7 separate regions of the Mus musculus genome follow, and regions 1, 2, 3, 5, 6 and 7 are each linked to region 4. A link is a contact called in public Hi-C, HiChIP or PLAC-seq and promoter capture Hi-C data. All regions are on one chromosome and are shown on one strand. Each heading gives the region's core, a stretch centred on a gene start, on an enhancer-like site or on the middle of the called end of the contact. The rest is flanking DNA. Distances are from core to core; before and after follow the strand shown. Region 1 holds the start of Clcn5 (chloride channel, voltage-sensitive 5). Region 2 holds the start of Was (Wiskott-Aldrich syndrome). Region 3 has its middle 21 kb from the start of 2010204K13Rik. Region 4 holds the start of Wdr45 (WD repeat domain 45). Region 5 holds the start of Glod5 (glyoxalase domain containing 5). Region 6 holds the start of 2010204K13Rik (RIKEN cDNA 2010204K13 gene). Region 7 holds the start of Rbm3os (RNA binding motif protein 3, opposite strand).

Region 1 (2,845 bases), core at 186-2,685, 400 kb before region 4:
GTCCTGAGGTGAATTCCTACTTCCATTGATTTTTACATAACCAACGTGTGCAACTCTGAAGTGGGAAAGCTAAAGCCCAAACGCTTAAGGCTAATACTAGTTGGAGAATAGTGTTGGCCCTCTTTAATGACCTCTTTTTCTTTAAAGAACAAAAAGGGTTCGTGTGTGCGCCAGTCCTCAAAACTCCAACAAAGACTGGGCTTTGGATGAGGAGAGGCTCCTGAAATCCAAGAAAAAGAGAGCTTAAACTCTAAGGATGAATTCACCAGGGAAAAGTGCTCCAATGAGTTTACCTGGAACATGGCTCAGTTTAAGTCGACTCCCCATCCCCCTCCTATTTTACTGTTAAGAAGTACTTACTGATCAGCACGTCGTGGAACAAGGGGAAATTTAACAGCTCTGAAATTCAACCCGGGAAATTACTAATACATTTATGAAGTATGTGTAAAGGGGAGTCTCACTGGTTTTTAATGCTTCACCTTCTGGCTTTCCCCTCATTTACTCGGCGCAGCTTCCACTGACGTTATCACAGGGCCACCCGTCCAACTTCAGTCAACTGATTTGTTCTGAAACGTTCATAAAGGTAAAAAGCACGTCAAAGTTAAGCTAAAGCTAAAGCTTTCTTTCCATTACTTGGAAAGGAGCTGGAGCGCGGGGCTCCAACCTCTGGAAGCAGCAGCTTAAGCGCATTGGGCGGCAAAGGGCGAAAACGCACACCAACTTCTTCGCCCAGACCGTCTGGACTGCACTTCGCTAAGAAGCCCTAGAAACCTGTGGCGGGTCCAAAGCAGGAGCAAGCCGAACCTGGCCTCGGCTGCGCTTTCCCAGCGAACGCCGCCCCAGCCCTGTCCTCTGGAGAAGCGACGCGGGCAGCCAAGCTCCCCGCTTTCAAAGCTGGGTGGGCTTGGCGCCGCTTGGCAAGGAAACTTCGATCGGCAGCCTGGGGACCCTGCTCCCCAGAACAGGGCTGGGCTGCCGAGGAGATGCCGCCCCGCTCTGGCAGGAACCAGGCTGTCCACCACCTCCTTCAGTGGCGGCCGGGCAGAGGGAACGCCAGCTCCGGGGACCGCGGTGGCAGGCGAGCGTTCTTCCCTGCTCGCCGTACCGGGGGGCTCCTCGGGTGGGCCGGCGGCCGGTGAGCCGGGAAGGACCTGTTGGGGAAGGGAAGCCCATTTGCCTTTACCTGTCACCGAGGTCCGGCGCGGCGGAGCCCGTGTCCACCGGCGGTGGGCAGCGCGCTCAGTCGGCTCTGGCGTTCCACACGGCGAGTAGAGCTAGCGCCCCACGTAGCCGGCAGAGCTTCATTCACACAGCCCAGCCGGGAGGAGGGGGAGCGGAGCGGGAGCGAGGCTCATGTGACAGGCGCCTTGGAGTATTAGCTCTGCCAAGACGGCGTCTGCGCATGCGCGCCACGGAGGGCCCGCTCCAGGCACCTCGGGCCGGCCAGGGGGGAAAGCGCCACCGAGAAGCAGCAGCTGGGAGGAGCTTCGGCATGCGCAACCGCAATAGGGTAGTCGGGCTTGCAGCCATATTTAATGAGGACTGGGCGGATCCAACCCAAATGCGGGGCGTGTCAGTTGCATTTGGGGGAAAAAAAAAGCAATGCTCCCTTCGGTTTCATTGTTTGCAGATTGCCTACCTTGGTTTTGCTTTTGTCTTTAGAACAAACTGTTTATCCTGAGTATCTTGCCCACAGCGGACATCAGACCACAAATTTAAGCCTCCCTTATGCCAGGCATTGTTCTGGCTAATATACTTTATTCGTTTCATTTAATGCTCACAAGAACTCATGAAGAGTGTGTCATTATCCGTTTTCCCTCATAAAAATACAGAGGCTCAGAAAGGTTACATAGCTTTTCCAATCTCACACTGTAGTAGCAATAAGAATAGTGATCAAATACAGTAGTGCTTGCAGGGGCCAATTTAATCCAACACAGGGAAATCTATACTGCAGTTACTTATAGGTATTATTGCCAATTTAATCATTGTCAAGCGAAAACTCAAGGTGACATATACTTCTAATCCCGATTCTTTGAGGTTGAAGGCAGGAGAATCGATGCGAGGTCATCCTAGGCTATATTGTAAGTTTGAAGGCAGGATGCTGTCTCAAAAACAGACAAACAAAACACAAAATAAAGCTCAGATTCCAACTGAGGTCTCTCTGTCTCCAAAGCCATTCCGAATAATTAGAAGAACTATCCTATCCTTGTGAGGAATGAACAGGTTATACAAATGGAGTGCAGCTATTAATTTATTGCAAGAACTAAGATTGGAATCCACATCATCAACACAAGTAATCTACCTAGAAGCCAAGTATTCAAATTCAAAATCCACTGTAGTAAATAGTATTTTTTTTTCTTGCAACAGGGACTCACTATTTAGCCTTGGATGCCTGAAACTCACCATGTAAACTAAACTGGCCTTGGGATCACAGATACTCAGCTGCTTCTGCCTCCCAAGCGCTGGGATTGTAGACCTGTGCCACACCCGTAGACTTTTTTTTTCTTTGAGAAGTTTATACAAGTATACAATAAACTATAATCTTATACGCTTCCATTTGCTCCCTCCAATTCTCCCCAAGAAATCCATATTTCCCCCAACACCTCCCCTCATAATTTCAAATTTCTTGTGTTAGTAACCCAATAAATCCAGTTAGTGCTGCCCATATTTGCAAGAGTGTGGGACCATTCGACAGACCAGGAAAAACCTACCAGAGGTCACACCCTCAAAGAAGAGCAATTCTCTCTCCCCAGGTGGGAAGCTATCAACTACCAATGGAATCTCAGTAAGAAATAGAGTCTGGATATCACCTCTCCCATCTCTGTAGGAATGTTGGTGGCTTGGT
Region 2 (2,758 bases), core at 39-2,538, 370 kb after region 4:
TCCTCCCCATCCCCCCCAACTGCAGCGCAAGGATGCACAAGCTGCTCACTTACATCTCCAGCAAAAGTGTGGAAGAACGGGGTGGGAGTGAGATAAACCAGCTGAGAGTACAGCTCCTGTTCCCAGAGTAGCCGACCAGCCTGGAAAGTGGGGGGAGGTGCATGCTGAAATCCAGGCATCTTGGGTGGCAGACCACTGGAGCATGGTGTCCAGGTTTGGTGTCCCGGGGTTTTATTTAAAGCTCTTCAGCTTCAGCTCACTATCAGAGTTTGGGTTCTAGGTGTCTGAGAGTCAGACACCGATATGAGAGATATGGGTTTGGGAGCCAAAGCCTATATGTAGGAGTTGAAGGCTCCACGTTGTGAATTTAAGATTCCAGTTCTAAGAGTATTCAACATGATTTAGAACATATTTGAGGCTGAGGCTCAGGTATTTGTGGAGCAGATCTAAGTCTTGATATAAACCTTCTGAGGTCCGTCTTCTTAGACTCAGAATGAGAAAAACACAACTTGGGATCTGTATTGGTCTTTGGTTCTGGAGCTCAGGGGGTCACTGATATGAGTGAAGGCTTGGAGCTGTGGACAAAAACTGGTTTTGTAAGTTGGGAACTAGCTTTCCTGTCCAGTGGGGCATGGGGTCACCTGTAGGCCATAAAGGCGGATGAAGTAGGACTTCTGAGGGTTATCCTTCACGAAGCACACAGCCCCGCAGTGTTCCATGGTCCAGTGCTCAGCTCCAGGGGGCAGTGCCAGGTAGAGCTGAACAACTGTGGTAGCCAGTGTCTAGGAGGGGAGAGCAGGGGTCAGTGCAGTGTGCTCATGGGTCACCAGGCCTGGTCCTTGCCTGCCTGTGGCTTTCATGAGCTTGGGGAAAGAGCTGTAGCCAGGAGGAAGGGGAGTAGACATCAAGATAATGGGGAGTGAGTGAATCTGAGGAGAGGAGATGGGGAGAAGGGGGATACAGGGATGATGGGAACAAGGAGAAGGGAAATATGGGTAAGAGGAGGAAGCAGAACGGGGAAGAAGAAGTAGAGAGGAAGAAGAGGAGAGGGAGGGAGACTGGGAGGACCAGGAGATCTCCCAACTCACCCAGCATTTTCGGCCAAGAAGCTCAAAGAGTCTCTGGTTTTCATGGTCCTGGAGGAGGTTGGAAGGAATGTTCTGCTGAACGGCTGGTCCCCCTCGGCCCCCAGGCCTGCCTCCTACAGGGCCAGGGCCACTATTCATGCTGCCTTCTGCCTTAGTCCTCTCCAGCTAAGCTCTGGGTGCAGGGTAAGAAGAGGAACTTCCGCAGTGAGCAGGGGAACAGGAAGTACAATAAACCACAAGGGAAATAAGTCCTCCAGGGCCCCCCAGAGGGCCTGTTCTCCTCTCTAGGACAGGCATGGGCCCTCCTCCATTTGCGTGGCTAGATCCAAGTTTGTAATGAGCTCAGGGCATCTTCCTTTCTTCTTTCTTCCCAACGTCCTCTCCCTTTTTGTGCGGGGCCATTTCCTTCTGACAGGCTTAGATCAGCCTTGCTCTAGTCGGACACTGAGGGAGAGCTACGCCATCTGCAGAGCTTCTCCTTCAGGGTAGCTACGCAGAGAGTAGTCACAAGTCTGTGTAGCCTCCTTCCGTCTTCCAAAAGCACCGACTTGGCCTGGGGTTGAATCTAAGGCTCCAGGTGCTAAAGGGCCATTGCATTACAGCTTTTCCTTTTAAAGGCATATTGAGCCGGGCGTGGTGGCGCACACCTTTGACCCCAGCACTCAGGAGGCAGAGACAGGCAGATTTCTGAGTTCGAGGCCAGCCTGGTCTACAAAGTGAGTTCCAGGACAGCCAGGGCTATACAGAGAAACCCTGTCTCGAAAAACCAAAAAAAAAAAAAAAAAAAAAAAAAAAAAGGCATATGAACTAATCTCTAGCTTTGGACGTTGCCAATGATATAGAAGGCCATGACTCACTTCCCCATCTTTTACTCTTGCCCCCTGTAGCTCCCTAATTACTTTCTTTTTCATTTATTTATTTCATGTATGCGGGTACACTGTCGCTGTCTTCAGACACACCAGGAGAGGGCATTGGATCTTCATTACAGATGCTGTGAGCCACCATGTGGTTTCTGGGATTTGAACTCAGGACCTCTGGAAGAACAGTCAGTGCTCTTAATCACTGAGCCATCTCTCCAGACCCCAATTACTTTCTTTTGTAAAATTTATTTTTATTTTATGCGCCTTGGTGTTTTGCCTACATGTATGTCTGTGTGAGGGTGTCAGAGTTACAGACAGTCCTGAGCTGCCATGTGTGTTCTGGGATTTGAACCTATGTCCTCTGGAAGAGCAGTCAGTGCTCTTAACCACTCAACAATCTCTCTAGCCTAAACTCAGACCCCCACCCCTTTTTTGTTTTTTGTTTTTGTTTTATTTGGTTTTTGTTTTGTTTTGCTTTGCTTTGCTTTGCTTTTGTTTGTTTGTTTGTTTGTTTGTTTGTTTTGAGACACGTTTTCCCTGTGTAGAGCCCTGGCTGTCCTAAAACTCACTCTATAGACCAGGCTGGCCTTGAACTCACAGAGATCCATCTGCCTCTGCCTTCTGAGTGCTGGGATTAAAGGCCTGTATCACCATGCCTGGCCCTAATTACTTTCTTTTCAATCTCATTCGGGAAGGAAGGACTTGACAGTATAAATAAATAAATACTAAAACAACATCTTGATTGATTTTTTTATTATGTTGGGACTTTATGAAAGTAGGGAACCTTTGAAGGCTTAGTTGTCTCCACTT
Region 3 (2,988 bases), core at 235-2,734, 280 kb before region 4:
GTTTCCAAGCAAATTGGCTACTAATTTTTGTATATTGCTACCTAACTGAGTTTGCTTACCAGTTCTAATAGTCTTTTGATTGAATCCATGTGCAGAATCATCATCTGCAAGCAGGAATAATTTGATTTCCTCCCCTCTTGTTTGTATGCCTTCTGTTTCTTTCTCTTGCTTAATTGCTCTTATTAAAACGTCTGGTAGTATGTTGAAGGAAGTCAGTGAGAACAGACACGTTCGTCATGTTCTTGATCTTAGAAGAAATACTTTGCATTTTCCCTATTCAGCAGAAGGTTGACTTTGAGTTCCTTGTACTTCCATTTTACTAACTTGAGGTTCAATTTTTCTGTGCCTAATTTTTTCAGGGCTATCATACAGAATGGCATATTTTACTGAATGTTTTTTCGGCATCTATTGAGATTATCATATAATTTTAATCCTGAATTCTGTTGACTTAATGTATTAGATTTATTGATTTGGATATGTCGATGTTGCATCACCAGAATGAAGCCAACTTGATCTTTCTTGAGATCCTAATTAAATTTGATTCTCTGGTATTTTGTTGAAGTTTGGTGTCTATGTTTATCAGAGATACTGGTCTATAACTTTCTTTTTTAAAAGATTTATCTATTATTATATGTAAGTACACTGTTGCTCTCTTCAGACACAGCAGAAGAGGGCATCAGATCCCATTACAGATGGTTGTGAGCTGCCATGTGGTTGCTGGGAATTGAACTCAGGACCTCTGGAAGAGCAGTCAGTGCTCTTAACCATTGAGCCATGTCTCCAGCGGGGTCTATAACTTTCTCGTTTGTTGTTTTATTCTTATCTGGTTTTGACTACAGACTCGTGCTGGTCTCAGAACAGCTTTGGAAGGCTTCCTTTCCTCTTGGTTTTATGGACTACATTAAGAAAAAGGAATGGTCTTTAAAAGTTCGCTAAACTGCTGCAGTGAAACTATGTTCTGGACTTTTCTTTGTTGGGGGACTTTTTATTTCTGATTCTTTGTTTTTAATGATTTGATGGTTAATTTGGTAAATCATACGTGTTCAGACATTTCTTCCAAGCTAGCTTGTTAGCAAATAGGTTTTCAGCATAACTAACTCCTAATGATCCCTTGAATTTCTGTGCTATCAGTTGTAACATCCCCTTTCCTTCATCTGTAATTTTAGTTGGATTTTGTGGTTTTGTTCTATGTTAGTCTAGCTAAAAACCCATCTCATAGACAGATACATACATACATACATACATACATACATACATAGTAAATGTAAAACAGTGTTTCCCTGAATTCTGTTAGCCACTCTGTTGCTGTAAAAGTGAATATGTAAGTTAAATATACATCTTAGGGCTGAAATAGCAAGTTCAGCAACACTAGGGACGATTACTGGAAATAAAAGGGCTTGCAGCTGGGTATGAGGTAGCCCTGTGAACAGATAAGAGAAAGGCCGGGGCTCTGGGAAAACAACAAAGCTTATTTTGACAGGCTCCAGCTGCCTGAACAGAGAGATCGGTGACCTTTCACCAAGTCTTTCATCTAATTGCAACAGACCCAACAGTAAGTAAGAAGAGCTTCTGAGAAAAGCCTCTACTCGTTACATTCTTGTTCTTAAAGGTTTGGAAAGGCAAGGGACCTCTAAGTTAATATGTGATCTGCAGATGTACTTATAAGGTGGACTACAGTGCTAAGAGTCACCAGAGCAGTAGGTGGGAGAGAGGGGCTGATTAATGAGTGACTATTTCAGGCTGTCTCAGATCCAGGCACCAGGCAGCCGAGCTTGGTTTTCTCCCATGCTCCTGCTGGCAGCGGGACTAACTGGGGGCTAGCTTGCCTGCCGAGTTCTCTGCTCAGGCCCTGAAGGACCCTGATATATTCATAAAATCTTCTTTTAAATCCACAATACATCAGACACAATTACTGATGTTATGGTGTGCTTACAGACAGGAGCTAGCATGACTGCCCTCTGAGAGCCCCAACAAGCAGCTGAAAGAGCCAGAAGCAGATATTTACACCCAACCAATGGACAAAAGCCCGGGACCCCTGTGGTGAAATTAGGGAAAGGCTGGAAAAAGCTGAGGAGGAAGGAGGAGGGTGACCCCATAGGAAGACCAGCAGTCTCAATTAACCCGGACCCCGGAGATCTCTCCGACACTGAGCTAACTATGCAGCATACCGTAGCTGATATGAGGCCCCCAACACATATACAGCAGAGGACTGCCTGGTCTGGCCTCAGTGAGAGATGTACCTAACCCTGGAAAGACTTGAGGCCCCAGGGAGGGGGGAGGACAGGTGGGGCGGGGGACTAGGGGCATCCTCTTGAAGACAGGGGAGGAGAAGTGGGATGAGGAACTATTGGAGGGCAGACCAGGAAGGGCATAATGACTGGGCTGTAAAAATGATTAAATAACAATAATGCACAATTCAAAGCCCACCTTGTCAGTCGTGCCTTAGGGAAGCTCCCTCGGCTCTCCTTTTCGATGGTTTGCCTTGCTTAGCTCTGTGCCTAGCACTTTGCTAAGTAAGCATTTGCTCAAGCCTTCCATGGATCCTGGGTGAATTCATTGCTCAAGTGCTTGAGAACCAAGAGATCCCCTGCAAACATCTGCTCCAATTCCAGCAAATAACTGAACCTAAGAAAGGGGTCACGGGAACTCCTGATTTATGGTAGGCTAGTCAGAAGTACCAGAGGCCTGGATGTGCTCTTGGCATCTGAAGTAAAGGGCAGTTAATGTGAGTGGAGCCCTTAACCCATGAGATTCTCCAGGTCCACAGCATTATCTGAGAGAGAATTGATGTCTGCAGAAAATCCTCACCTATAGGAAAGGGTACTAATAAGAATAAAGCAGTTAAAAAAAAAAGAATAAAGCAGTAATGGAAATGCCAAAATGGAGCCTTTTATTTTGTATGCTAACATAAAAGACAAAACCCATACACATATGGTATCAGAAATTAAATATGGAGGATAATGAGAGTCTAATGGGAGGAAAGGGTTT
Region 4 (3,038 bases), core at 225-2,724:
TAATAAAGCCTTCACCTCAATGAACAAAATACAAGGGTGACTGAGAATGGTTCCCAATGTCAACACTGGGCCCCCACATGTATACATACTCATGCATGTGTGCCTACACACACATGCAAAATGATACATACACACACATGCACCACATGTATACACACACACAGAGAAATGGAAACAGTCAAAGAAAGGGAGTGTTGGCTGTGATTATTGTTTAACACATTTGATAGGTAAGGAAGCCAGGGCTCAGTGGGATTCAGCAACTTGCCTGTGGATGCACAGCTAAAGAATGGTACAGTAGCCGGGAGGAGGGAATCTTCTAAGGATATGGGATATAGAATAGAATCATATAAAGGGATAACAGGGGAAACTACAACAGAAGGATTAAGTATGGAGGTCAGTATAGAGGAGGGACTATAGAAAGGAAGGGGTGATTAAGACTAAAGGTCTTTAGGCCAGGCTGTGGTGGCGCACACCTTTAATCCCAGCACTTGGGAGGCTGAGGCAGGTGGATTTCTGAGTTTGAGGCCAGCCTGGTCTACAGAGTGAGTTCCAGGACAGCCAGGGCTATACAGAGAAACCCTGTCTCGAAAAAAATAAAAAAAAACATAAAAATTAAAATAAGTAAAGACAGAAGCAGAGTGTTAACTATTATGGCTCTGATTATGGTAAATGCAAGGTAGTTCCCCATTCTTCTTTCCCTTTTATTGACTTTTTTTTGTAACTCAGGATGGCACAAACCCTCCGATCCTGTTTCAACAGCCAGTACTAACTCGTTTATTATTTCTCACAACTGTCGTGCATATTGCACTTATCTCAACACTCTAATATTTCCAGTGTGCAATTTGGGGCCTTTTGTGTTTCCATGTAAGCATTCTCTGTTTGTAGCTTTTGTTAAAAAAGACAGGACCTCATGTAGCCCAAGACAACCTCGACTGTCCCTCGCCAACTACTAGCACTACAGGTGTGTGAGCAATCACGCCCGGAGCACTCACATTTTACGGTAACAAAGGATCTTTTTGTAAAGAGCTAGGAATAGGGTGGGGAAAAGAAAGTAAAATTCCACTCTTATCTTTCCCCTACTCAAGCTGATCTCAACTTTCAAGATCTTTTATTCCAGCCAGGAGCACCCAGAGCCACAAGGTAAACAAACATTGATAGCCACTCTAGCCCAACTCGGAGAACTCGTTAGCCTGGGAGGTTTGCCCCTCTATCTCTCCGTGAGTTAACGAGTTCAATGCTTGGCCCGCTTCCGTTTGGGGGTGGGGGCAAGCCCTTTCCCGGGTTCCCTTAGACAGTCCTGCCTTTGGGCAGTCTTTTGTGCCTCCAGTCCCCTAATCCGCCCTCATTCTTTTTCCGGAACTTCCCTCGGAGGACTCTACTACTGCTCGGGATGCTCCACAGGTCCGCCAAGTGGGTGAGAAGAGCCCTGGCTGGAGTCTCTGCCCAGAATGAGTCACTTCCGTTCACAGACTCCCTCCTCCGGAAGTAAGACCTGATGTAAACAGCAGAGCTGGGCACCAAAGCCCGGGAGGTCAGAAATTTGTGCCGCAGGCGGCACCAACGGCTAGGGCAGGGGTCGGGGAGGGGTGATCAAGTCGGCAGAGGTGACGCGCATCTGGAGCAAGATCCAAGGGTTGGTCACGGTCATGGGTTGGGTGTTTCTACTAGAGGTCTTGACAGGTGATGGATGGCTGGGGATATGGGGGCTTGAGTCGGTGCTGTCTTGGAAAGGATCATGGCTTTTGGGAGAGGGTGAGGCGTTTCAATTAGGGTTCTTCGTTAGTGTGGGCATTTGGAGCATAGATTTAAAAAGGGCTCTTGGAAGCTAGTGCTCTCCAGAGTATGGCTCATGTAGAAGCAAGACCCAAGTTTTACGCGAGAAAAGTAGATTTGCGATCTTAGCTGATAGGTGTGCCTGAAGAGAGGTCTTGGAAGAGATGGGATTTGAAAAAAGGACGAGGTTTTTAGGGCAGGAATGTTTAGGGGAGGGAGTCAGAGCAGCAGCAGCAGCAGCATTGGTAGGTTGAGGTTTTCCTAGGCAGGATATGGGTTTTTTTTTTGGGAGGGGGTGGGGCTAGCGTGCCCTAGGGCAGAACCTTCAAGAGATAGCATGGAGACAAAAGGGACAAATTTTAGGGGGAGGGGACTCATGAGTAACATTGTGTAAGCTTAGGGGTCGTGGGTAGACAGTATAGGGAATGGAATGTGTCACATGTGAAGAATTTGGAATGTCAGAGTAATGCCTCGGGTGTGGGGTAGGGTGTGGATTGGTCTTTAGGACTTAAGTAGAGGGAGTGGAGGGGGTTCTCAGGCTTGCCTTTGCCTTGAGAGTTGGTCATATGAGAGAAGGGTTTGGGGAAAGTATGCTGCATGGGAGGATGTAAATGAGATACCCTGGAGGCGAATAAGCCTCCAGGTAAAGTTAGAAGGGCTTGAGGAGGGCAGTTCTGTGGGTGATGGGCCATTCACGGCAGTGAAGATGCAGGAAACCTTAGCTTTTTTTTTTTTTTTTTGTTTTTTTTTTTTTTTTTTTTGAAACCTTAGCTTTTGTTCCACTATTTATTGACAGGTGGAGTTGGGTGCCGGTGTGCAGATGAATAGCTTGTAGAGAGGTTTGAGGTCATATCAAACATTAGAGCTAAGAATGGCTGGGAGGGGGGAGGAGGTACCATGGGATATTCCCTACCCCATTACCCCATGCTTGGTGTTTGTGCCTGTTATGAGGCTTTTTGTCATTATGGGCCGGGATACGTTCTGCCTGTGGTCTTGGTTTAAACAGATACTCTGAGGTATCCTCCACTTGTTTTTGTTTTTTACAGTCTGGCAAAGAAAAGTATCAAAATGGGGAGGAAGCCAGGCGTGGTGGCATACGCCTATAATCCCATCCCTCAGGAAGTGGAGGCTGGAGGACTGCTGGGAATTGAAGGCCAGCCTGTGCTACATAGGGAGTACCAGGACAGCCAGGGATACATAGCAAGACCCTATCTCAAAACAAAATAGACCAAGTGGTGAGGAAGAAGAAATGATTTGGGGGACAG
Region 5 (3,047 bases), core at 286-2,785, 300 kb after region 4:
TTCACACTGACTTTGGAGACCAGGCTGACCTCAAACTCAGAGATCCACCTACCTCTGCCTTCCTAGTGCTGGAATTAAAGGCCTGTGCCACCACCTCCTGGCACAAAATTAATTGTTTTAAAGGAAAAATGTCTGTGCATGCGAGCCATTCAGATATCTACTTGGGAAACAGTCAGTTTCCCAAACCCTAAACCAACCAACTAACCAAAGAAGTAACTAAGGGGCATTCAGGCCCCTGGAAGAGAAAGCTGTATATTTTGTTTTAGGTTTTCCAATCCTATTTGGGGCTCCGTGTTCACAGCTTTCCCAAAGGACCAGAATTTGATTCCTAGTACTCATGCTAGGCAGCTTACAAAGGCTTGTAACCCCCGACTCCACGGGATTTGGTGCCCTCTTCTGGCCACTATAGGCAGCTGCACTAACATACACATGAATTAAAAATAGTCCTGTTGAAAATGTTTGTTGAATCTGTATGAGCGCCCTGTTTAGTTCCTGATATAACTACTTTATGCTTTTCTCCTCGTGTCTATGGTGTAAAGAGAAATTACTAGTATTTTCTGAATCTGATTGAAGCAGCAGCCCTGAACATAGCCGATTTTTATTGCACATTTGCTTTCTCTTTCCATCTCTGTGCTCATCTCTCCCCTCTTATTTATTTTAATGGTTTAAGCAAAGCTGTTCATTTCCCAGTTCCGGTCACTGACTTTCAGGATTTTCTATTTTATTTTATTATTATTTATTTATTTGATTTGTTTTTTATTTTTTTCGAGACAGCGTTTCTCTGTATAGCCCTGGCTGTCCTGGAACTCACCAGGCTGGCCTCGAACTCAGAAATCTGCCTGCCTCTGCCTCCTGAATGCTGGGATTAAAGGAGTGCACCACCACACCCAGCTAGGATTTTTTATTTTTTATTTTTACTTTTGCAATCTGCATTTCTATCTGCATGGTTCCCCCGAAGTACTGCTTTTGGGGCACCCCCAGTGCTGAGGGTCTAGAAAATAAGCTCATCCATTTCTCTGAGTAGTCAGTGCCCTGGACAGCACGGCCTCCCTCCTTTGGTCTGCTCCAGAGTCCTCTTAAAGGTTCCCTCCAGCCTTTCAGGGCCTCTGAGTCTTTTGACCAGCTTCAAGGTCATTGTTTCTCGGGGGCCCTTCTGACACAGCTCTGTCCTGAGTGCCTCATGGGCATTCTCCAGGAACCACCTTTGGGTGTCTCTACGTGTCTGAAGCTGAACTGTCTCCCCAGTGAAGCACCCAGAGAGAGCGGCCAACCCTTAAACCCGAGCCCTCCACAAGCCCAAGCAGGGCTTCTGCTGCCCTCTGGTTATCTTTAAGAAAAGCCCAAGGAAGCTAAAGCCACAAGGGTGTCCCTGAGAAGGAAAGCAAGTCAGCAGACCCAGGTTGGGTACCCCCAGCCTGGTCAATACTCATGCCCCAAAGCCTCCACGACCCCACACTTACCTGACTTTCAGATGTTGGATCACACATCTTTCCTGGTAGACTGGAAGGCAGGTAGGTTGGGGCTGAGGCTGGCTCTGTGCCTGGAGATCAAGGGGCAGGAATGGGAGGTGCTAGCTGAGGACATTGGGTGTGGACAGAGGCAGGAGGTGAAAAGCAGGAAGACTAACTGAAACTCGGGGTACAGCTTAGTGGTACAACAGTGCTGAAGAAACCCTGGGTTCTACTTCTAGCAGTGCAAAACCAAGCCAAACACTGCCAGCCTTGAGAATAAAAGTACAAATATAAGTGCTTCCTCTTTTGAGGAGCTGAGGGTCTTGATAAGTTGTTGAGATTGGTCCCTAATGGTCCTTCTCTGTCAACTGCCAGATGTGTCACGTCCTGCTAAGCAATCATCCATAAGAACACAGAAAACCAGGAAAGCACCCATCGAGAGTGTTGAGACTAGCAGTGCCCTATGAGAGAGCTCCGATCCACCTTGTAGTGTGTGACTAGGATGGAGTGTCTGAAAGAGTTGCTTGTGGGTCTGCAGCTGAGTGAGGATTCTTTTAAATGGCTATGGGTGTTTTGCCTGCTTTCATGTCTCTGCACTACATTCATGCTTTCCGATTGCAGAGGATAGAAGATGGCATTGGATATCCTGGAACTGGCCTTACAGACAACTGGTTGTACGCTAGCTACCACATGCAGATTGGGAATCAAACCTAGGTACTCCAGAAGAGCAGCAGATGCTTTTAACTGCTAAACCATCTCTCTAGTCCTGAGCTAAGATTTTTTTTTTTTTGAAAGGGGGTCTCGCTGTATTTGAAGCCTCACAATTCCTATCCACGCTTGGTCCCCTCCCCACCCCACCACTATTTGCTTCGCTTTCACAAGCTTTCTATCTATGGGTTACCTATCAGGACCAGGGTTAGGTGAGTCTGAGATTTTTGCCTCTGGGTACATACCTGGGTGCCCTGGGTGTTATTAAACATATGGTTTTCCTTTAAAAATTATTTCCAAGGCCTATAATCCTAGCTACTCAAAAGGCTGGAGCAAAAGGAGCAAAAATTTGAGGCCAGGGTACTGGCTTAAAGCTTAGGAGCTCTGGCTATGCTTCCAGAGGACCACAGTTCAATCCTCAGCCCCAACATGGTGAGGGCTATAACTCTAGTCCCTAGGAATCCAACTCCCTCTTCTGGCCTCCTCAGGCAGCGTACATCCAAGTGGTACAAAGACATACATGCTAGCAAAATATGTCTGCCCATAAAATAATGTTTTAAAAAAATTCAAGACAACCTGGGCAAATCATTAAGATCATCTCTGAAAATAAAATTTTAAAAAATTGCAGGGGTTGGGGATTTAGCTCAGTTGTAGAGCACTTGCCTAGCAAGTGCAAGGCCCTGGGTTTGGTCCTCAGCTCTGGAAAAAAAAAATGCTAGGGACATTTAGCGTTAGCAGTAGCATGTTTGCCTGGCTCCAGGTTCAATTGCCAGCACAGGGGGGCGGGGGGGGGGCAAGTTTTGTAGAGCCAGGCTGGAGCACAGATCTGCAATTCCAGCCTCCGGGAAGCCAAGGCAGAAGTGTGAGTTCCAGACCAGCCTGGGTGAC
Region 6 (2,746 bases), core at 141-2,640, 300 kb before region 4:
TCCTTAGGCTTCTCTTGAGATTAGGGGCCTGAAATGTCAATAAAAATATACACGTTCAAGGCAATGACCAACTTAGTTTGTTCATGAGGCACTGAGCTACGTAATACAATGGTAAATTAGACAGCATGATCCATACTCCAGTGGAGACCCTAGTCCAAAAACAACCCTCCCATTTGTTAACACATTACCTACCCAGAAAATAGCTTAAATGTAACCTAACCAAAAATTAGGCAGCTCTAGATTCCCAGGTGTGCCTGGGCCATACATCTCTCAAGCCTACTGTTGTTGGGAGAGCTGGATCTGGGAAAGGAAGACAAGATCTGAAGTACTCATGGTTCCCTGCCTTACCCAAGCATTTCTCAACAGTCCTTGTAATTTTTTCAGAAATCCTTCCATTCAGAGTCCTGCCTCCCTCGGATGGAAACCCAAGCTTAGCCTAGGGGAAGGACTATGCCCTAGTAGGTTCTACTGATTGGATGCTCTTCCATACAACTTTGGCTCATGAGGAAAACAAGAACTGCCTGGCAGAAGCCATGCCCCATGGATGTGATAGACCATGACCAAGGGACAGTAAGGATTAGAATCAACTAAGATTTATTTATCTTATGTGTTTGAGTGTTTAGCTCACATACATTTCTGCGCAGGGACACTGGTTTTCCTTCCTTAGGTAACAAGGTAGACGACAGATGATATAGATGATAGATGGCATGGGTATGTGTGTGTGCACGCCCCTCCCCCTCGACCTATTAGGGAGCTCAAAGAAACTTGTAGCTGGCTAGAAATCTGATTTAGAGACTAAGTAGTAGAAACATGTATGTTCCCTCTTCTTGTCCGCATGGACACTGCTGTGGTTGAGTTCCGAACTATGTCTCTAGAACATCCACAACATCTACTTGTGGAAACTAACACTTGGAGGTGGGAAGATGCATAAATAGTTGAGAGCACTTAATTCTCACAGAGGGTCTGGGTTCAATTCCTAAGACCCACGTGGTGGTCCATAACTCACGTTCGGGGGGGGGGGATCGATCCAATGCCCCTCTTGTAACCTCTGTAGTCACCAGCACGAACACCTTACACGCGCGCGCGCGCACGCACACACACACGCGCGCACACACGCACACACACGCACATTTTACCTTCTTTAAGTACCGGGGGCAGGGGGGAGGGGGGAGTTTCCCCGTGTGCTCGTGCACGCGCGCACGCACGCACGCGTAGGGAATGTAAGTAAAGCGTCTAGACAATAAGGACCTAAAATGAAAGAGCCATAAGCTACCTACTTACGTTTTTATTTCTCAGTTCTCCAAGTTCCAAATCATCCGGCCCACTAAGGTCCAAACTTGGAGGAAGCTCGAGTCTCTGCTTATTAACACGTGTCGCGGCACGGCTGACTTGTGCGTCACCAACCACAAGGTGGCGAAAGAGATTATCACATCAAACCAGCCTGCCTTCTGCCTCTTCTATACCATTATTTTGCTAAGCAGAAGCATTTCCTGAGCGTGAGTCATTCAATGAGCACAGTGGTCCTATGGATTGTGGCCCTATGGATTAGCTATGATTTCACAGATGAGCAAACCAAGAGCTGCAGATACCTGTGGAGTTTGGCTGTTACCTATTTTTAGTACTGCATCTGCATTTACACCAGCGTCACCACACACATATGAGTACTGTAGTGTTACTTATTTGGCAATTGCTCTGCCATCTTTTGGCAATAAGAATTTATTTCATCCTCATCACAGTCTTACAGGATCACCATCATATATGTGGTCTGTTGATCAAACATCATCATACAACACATGACTATATGTTTCTATATGTTATCTATGTTTTTACTTAAAGGTTTTTTATTATGAAAGAAACTGTATTCCTGGTAACAACTTTCAAATTATAATAATGAGTAAAAAGTCTCCTTTCTTCCCATTAGAACTAGTCAAAAGCGTAACTCCTCACATATTCCTTCATAATTTGTTTACAAATACATAAGCATACTTCATATGTTTATCTTACAATGCACACAAATATATTGTACACACTGTTCTACAGCTTGCTTTTTCTAATTAGGACAGTATCTTGATAGCAGATGTGAGCTGAGGCCACACTGGCCTGTGGACCTCATTTACAGATCTGGAGTAGGACGTGACTGTCCTCACCTGAGAACAGCAAGTGTGTCACCTGATATATTGCAGCCTGAGGTGACAATGAAATGTGGAAGAAGAGAGCGGACTCTCTGCAGCAGCAAGAAAGCGTGGTGAGGTGTAAGGCAAGCCTGTTAATGGGCAGCAAGTGGGACTGGTCCCCATCTCTGGTATATTCAGGTCCTTAAGCTATAGTTTTGAGAAAGTTCAGATTTGGATACAGGCAATGTTCACAGTGCCTTTGGGGACAGGGCACCTCTTTACACCACCGCACAGTGCCAACGTGTGGAAACCCTGTGGGGTAGTAATTGGTAGCATTTTAAAGGTGACAAAATTGAGACTCAAAGAGGACAAGGCTCCCAAGGCTACCCTACTTGAAGCAGCACCTCCCCTTACCTACCTTGTCAGTACTTACAGGACCCTGGGGAACTATTGGCTATTGGTAGACTCTGGAAGACCGGATATCATTATCTTCAGATATGTACCCACTAGGGAAGCCAGCCAGGTCCAGTGCATAACTCCACAGTTACAGTCACATAAGCAACCCTTTTTAAACTGAGTATGTCACAAAACAAGAAGCCATGAGTGTAGGAAAGGGAGGACAGGGGTGAGAG
Region 7 (3,004 bases), core at 7-2,506, 420 kb after region 4:
TTACATCTTGACTGAACTCAGGCTGACGTATCCTCCCCACTCCTCTAAGCTGCCCGACTATTAGGGCTAGACACCTCTCTCGGTCTGAGGCTTCAGAGTCCATCCCAGCAGACTCACGAGGTCCTCTCCGGTCCTCTGCCAGGCCCACAGCTCTGCAGACTCTACTACCTAAGCCCAGAGCAGGTCAACCATCCACAGGTGGCTTCTCCGCCTCATGCAGGACCAGTCGTCGCCTCCCAGGCAGCCCGGCTCTGTCTGCCGCTGCCCTCCACCCCCTAGAACAGAAGGCAGTCATGCTCCTGTGAGTGGCCACGCTGCCCCTGGCAGACATAGAGGGAAAACAGAAAGAACGAAGAAAGTGGCAGACAGGGAGACGGCCCCTGTGCAGGCAGGAGGCCTCACCTCTCCATTCATAGCTCTCATCGCATCTGAGGCATGCTCTGGGTTTGTGAAGGTGATGAAGCCAAAACCCCGGGATCTTTGAGTCTCCCGGTCCTTGACAACAACCACTGGGGGAGGGGCAGAAAGACAAATGTTAGAACCCTAACATCTAAGTAGAAAGTAATAGCCAGGCACAGCCACAGATCAAATAGCACTTGGGAGAATTAGGACCCCGCCAACCCCCCCGCTCCTGTTTAAAAAAAAAAAAATCCTGTATCCAACTGAATTTATTTCAGCCTAACCGTTACCGTACAGACATGGAAGTTAAAGAGAATTTCAGGTTTTAGTTCTAGACTAGCTCTTCTCCACCAACCCTCAACCCCGGGGCTGGTCCATGGCTCACCCTCAGAGATAGGCCCAAAGCTGCTGAAGTGGTCTTCAAGTGCCTGTTCATCGGTGTTGAAGTTGAGCCCTCCTACGAAGAGTTTCCCTTCTTCAGACGACATGGCAGAAGGCAAGTCCTAAAGGGAGTGCACGAATTATTGGGGAGTCAATGTGGCAGGTAGTGAGGTGTACAATATCCGGATACAGAGAATTACAGCGAAGACAGAAAATGGGTTAAAAGAGACAATTCAAATGGCAAGAGGCTCGGGAGCAGAAAAGGCGGGAACCAGCAAGGCTGGGTGAGCCCATCCGCCATTTGATGACTCCTATCGCGCATGCCCACAACATCCCAGGCTGCCACGCCCGTCATTTTGTACGGTCGCGCAGGCCTACAGCAGCATTGCATTTCCTCTTTCCCCGCAGAACAAGATGGCGGCGGTCACGTGGGAAGGGACAGCCGGTACAGGTTGGCGCGTGGTCCCCGCCGCCGCCCGAGCCCGTGCCTTCCGGCATTTCTCCCGTTCCGATGCAGCACGCCCGCCTCACAATGAATACATTTTTGCCTTCGAGCCTGGGACTAACCCTCCTCAAAGCTCAAGCCCACATATCAGCGGCCACAACTCTTCCTGCCCTCGTCCCTCGCCCATAGAGGGCAAGGAAGTGAGGTGGGGAACGAGCGCTGAGCAAGGCGAAGGCGCTTACCTGGAAATTAAAAGTCAGAGGACGGCAGAGACGACGAGCTCGAAGGAACCGGGAGAACAGAGAGACTGCGGCGCGGGAAGACGCCTGATAAAGCGTGCGTAGCCGAGACGTCACACAACGTCCCCCAGCGCGCCCTGGCGTGCGTGCTCATTGGTTGAGGCCAGCGGGGGGGGGGGGTTGGGAAGAGGACGAGGAAGGCGGAGGCAGCAATTTGCCTCGCCGCTTCCGGGAATCGAGAGGAGCTTTATGAGTTCAGTGCGTTCTCCTATAAGCATCTCCTTTCTGCCCGAGAGACTGGCCCCCTTTCCATCTCAAACGGTTGGATCCATAGAGCCTTTTCCTCCCTGACGTCATTTTCAGTGTTTTTGACGTCATCTCTCCCTTTCCATAGGAAGTCCTAACTGACAGTAGGTCGGTGCCAGCGAACTGCCGTCCTCAGAAACCAATCTTTTCTTTTTAGACCTTTAACTGCATATCCCTTAAGGCCCCGAGGCCTTCAGAGTTCTTCCTGTCAAACCTTACATTTCCGAATGCTTAGCCCCTCCTCCTAACATATAGCTGTGTGTTAGCGGACTCCTTCCCTTGGTGTCATCCTCTGACTTAAGTTTGCATCCTTATCTGACAGTCTCTTTACGCCTGATAATGCGTTCAGCAAGCCAGGTAGCCTAGCTTCAAAGGATGCAAATCTCAATCCACTAAACGAATTTTACTCTCTATTCGGGATACTGGGTCTTGATCGAAAGGATGAACTTTTGCAGTACATAATGAAATCCATAGCAAGTAGTGTCTAAGTCCACTGCCTGACGATGTGATCTTTCCCAGCCTTCAGTGCCTAATAACTTGTTTGCCTCCAGGAACTCTACATTGTTGACTCCTAGAATAAATTTGTTCAACATTGTAAAGGCCTGCCTCCCACTCCTCCACCAACCCCACCACAAATCGATTTGCTACCCTTTGGATGCCATTCATCTGTAATTCCTGGTAAGCTTATTCCCACATTTCTCAGTGATTTTCATGGATTTTTATTAAATTTGTAAGTAGTTATCTTTAGTTGAATACTTTTTGTTGTTCTAATATTTCTCACCCTGTGGTCTGTCCCTCACTGTATGCTCAGGTCACCCTGGAACTCATAAAACTTTTGCCTCAGCCTCTTCAGTGCTGGGATCATCACCACAACCAGCGTGTCTGTACTTTTAAAGAAATCCTCCCTGCCCAGGTCCCAAAGATACTCTTCTGCAGCTTATTACGTTAGCTGTATACTTTTGCTTTTAGTTTAAGGTCCTCAGTCCTTCTATAGGGTTCAGCTCAGTGGCAGAGTGCCTTCCTAGTATGTGCAAGTCCCTTGGCTTATATCCCAACAAAGAGAGAGAGCTGTGTCTGCTTTTACTGTGCCATTGAACCAGATGCCTCATCACCATCTATCAGAAAACTGAGGCAGGGTTGTGAATTGGAGCTTTAACAAGTTCCAGGCTAACTTTAGCTAGCCTATGGTGAGACCCCGTATTCAAATAAGCAAACAAAAATTGGATGATTTTTG

Evidence for each region. Promoter capture Hi-C pulls out the DNA fragments that hold promoters and counts their contacts. A called contact is a pair of places that touch in the nucleus more often than the background predicts. HiChIP or PLAC-seq counts read pairs in DNA pulled down with a chosen protein or histone mark.
Region 1: a contact with region 4 is called in a Hi-C map of embryonic stem cells, with 5 times the contacts expected there. The contact joins the promoter of Clcn5 here to the promoter of Wdr45 in region 4. A contact is called at or near these places in 14 of 39 promoter capture datasets (the 3T3-L1 cell line, 3T3-L1-derived adipocytes, the C10 cell line and 9 more), 4 of 484 Hi-C or Micro-C datasets (CD8 T cells, cardiomyocytes, cortical neurons and 1 more), 8 of 115 datasets of contacts at active chromatin or transcription factors (astrocytes, effector CD8 T cells, embryonic stem cells and 3 more) and 4 of 9 other capture datasets (adipose tissue, embryonic stem cells, liver and 1 more).
Region 2: an H3K4me3 HiChIP or PLAC-seq map of stem cell-derived neural progenitor cells shows a contact between it and region 4, with 70 times the contacts expected there. The contact joins the promoter of Was here to the promoter of Wdr45 in region 4. A contact is called at or near these places in 9 of 39 promoter capture datasets (the 3T3-L1 cell line, the HPC-7 cell line, cranial neural crest and 5 more), 6 of 484 Hi-C or Micro-C datasets (CD4 T cells, CD8 T cells, brain and 2 more), 10 of 115 datasets of contacts at active chromatin or transcription factors (astrocytes, cardiomyocytes, embryonic forebrain and 4 more) and 4 of 9 other capture datasets (adipose tissue, embryonic stem cells, liver and 1 more).
Region 3: a contact with region 4 is called in an H3K27ac HiChIP or PLAC-seq map of extraembryonic endoderm stem cells. The contact joins the enhancer-like site here to the promoter of Wdr45 in region 4. A contact is called at or near these places in 2 of 39 promoter capture datasets (the 3T3-L1 cell line and cranial neural crest), 1 of 484 Hi-C or Micro-C datasets (muscle stem cells) and 9 of 115 datasets of contacts at active chromatin or transcription factors (the SCID.adh cell line, embryonic stem cells, epiblast stem cells and 4 more).
Region 5: a contact with region 4 is called in a promoter capture Hi-C map of pre-B cells, with 7 times the contacts expected there. The contact joins the promoter of Glod5 here to the promoter of Wdr45 in region 4. A contact is called at or near these places in 4 of 39 promoter capture datasets (embryonic stem cells, liver and pre-B cells), 5 of 484 Hi-C or Micro-C datasets (embryonic stem cells, erythroblasts and large pre-B cells), 3 of 115 datasets of contacts at active chromatin or transcription factors (embryonic stem cells, extraembryonic endoderm stem cells and stem cell-derived epiblast-like cells) and 3 of 9 other capture datasets (adipose tissue, liver and pancreatic islet).
Region 6: a contact with region 4 is called in a promoter capture Hi-C map of stem cell-derived epiblast-like cells, with 12 times the contacts expected there. The contact joins the promoter of 2010204K13Rik here to the promoter of Wdr45 in region 4. A contact is called at or near these places in 18 of 39 promoter capture datasets (the 3T3-L1 cell line, the C10 cell line, the HPC-7 cell line and 10 more), 3 of 15 datasets of contacts at CTCF or cohesin (embryonic stem cells, large pre-B cells and pro-B cells), 13 of 484 Hi-C or Micro-C datasets (CD4 T cells, cortical neurons, double positive thymocytes and 2 more), 29 of 115 datasets of contacts at active chromatin or transcription factors (the NIH/3T3 cell line, T-cell acute lymphoblastic leukemia, astrocytes and 14 more) and 3 of 9 other capture datasets (embryonic stem cells, liver and macrophages).
Region 7: a promoter capture Hi-C map of pre-B cells shows a contact between it and region 4. The contact joins the promoter of Rbm3os here to the promoter of Wdr45 in region 4. A contact is called at or near these places in 15 of 39 promoter capture datasets (the 3T3-L1 cell line, the C10 cell line, the HPC-7 cell line and 11 more), 3 of 484 Hi-C or Micro-C datasets (double positive thymocytes, embryonic stem cells and uterus), 4 of 115 datasets of contacts at active chromatin or transcription factors (effector CD8 T cells, embryonic stem cells and large pre-B cells) and 2 of 9 other capture datasets (liver and pancreatic islet).

Annotation. Positions count from the first base shown.
Region 1 is chrX:7,317,923-7,320,767 of GRCm38.p6, forward strand. It overlaps Clcn5 (chloride channel, voltage-sensitive 5), which reads right to left and starts at 1,436. Exons shown (of 14, transcript NM_001243762.1): 1 at 1,184-1,436.
Region 2 is chrX:8,089,203-8,091,960 of GRCm38.p6, forward strand. It overlaps Was (Wiskott-Aldrich syndrome), which reads right to left and starts at 1,289. Exons shown (of 12, transcript NM_009515.2): 1 at 1,089-1,289; 2 at 642-782; 3 at 54-140. The coding sequence starts at 1,226.
Region 3 is chrX:7,442,582-7,445,569 of GRCm38.p6, forward strand. No RefSeq gene overlaps it. Among named protein-coding and RNA genes, the nearest start is that of 2010204K13Rik, 21 kb to the left of the region's middle. Within about 2 kb of position 1,485, at least 25 of the 459 cell types and tissues checked have an H3K27ac peak or open chromatin away from gene starts, as enhancers often do. A contact at or near this core is called in the SCID.adh cell line and extraembryonic endoderm stem cells, where this site is marked.
Region 4 is chrX:7,720,746-7,723,783 of GRCm38.p6, forward strand. Wdr45 (WD repeat domain 45) reads left to right here and starts at 1,475. Exons shown (of 11, transcript NM_001290792.1): 1 at 1,475-1,633.
Region 5 is chrX:8,016,957-8,020,003 of GRCm38.p6, forward strand. Glod5 (glyoxalase domain containing 5) reads right to left here and starts at 1,536. Exons shown (of 4, transcript NM_027227.2): 1 at 1,461-1,536. The coding sequence starts at 1,487. All of the region lies in intron 2 of Gm39488 (a long non-coding RNA gene), which reads left to right.
Region 6 is chrX:7,421,598-7,424,343 of GRCm38.p6, forward strand. It overlaps 2010204K13Rik (RIKEN cDNA 2010204K13 gene), which reads right to left and starts at 1,391. Exons shown (of 2, transcript NR_027924.1): 1 at 1,282-1,391.
Region 7 is chrX:8,144,171-8,147,174 of GRCm38.p6, forward strand. Rbm3os (RNA binding motif protein 3, opposite strand) reads left to right here and starts at 1,257. Exons shown (of 3, transcript NR_033561.1): 1 at 1,257-1,561; 2 at 2,322-2,448. It overlaps Rbm3 (RNA binding motif (RNP1, RRM) protein 3), which reads right to left and starts at 1,710. Exons shown (of 7, transcript NM_001166410.2): 1 at 1,468-1,710; 2 at 785-902; 3 at 403-509. The coding sequence starts at 887.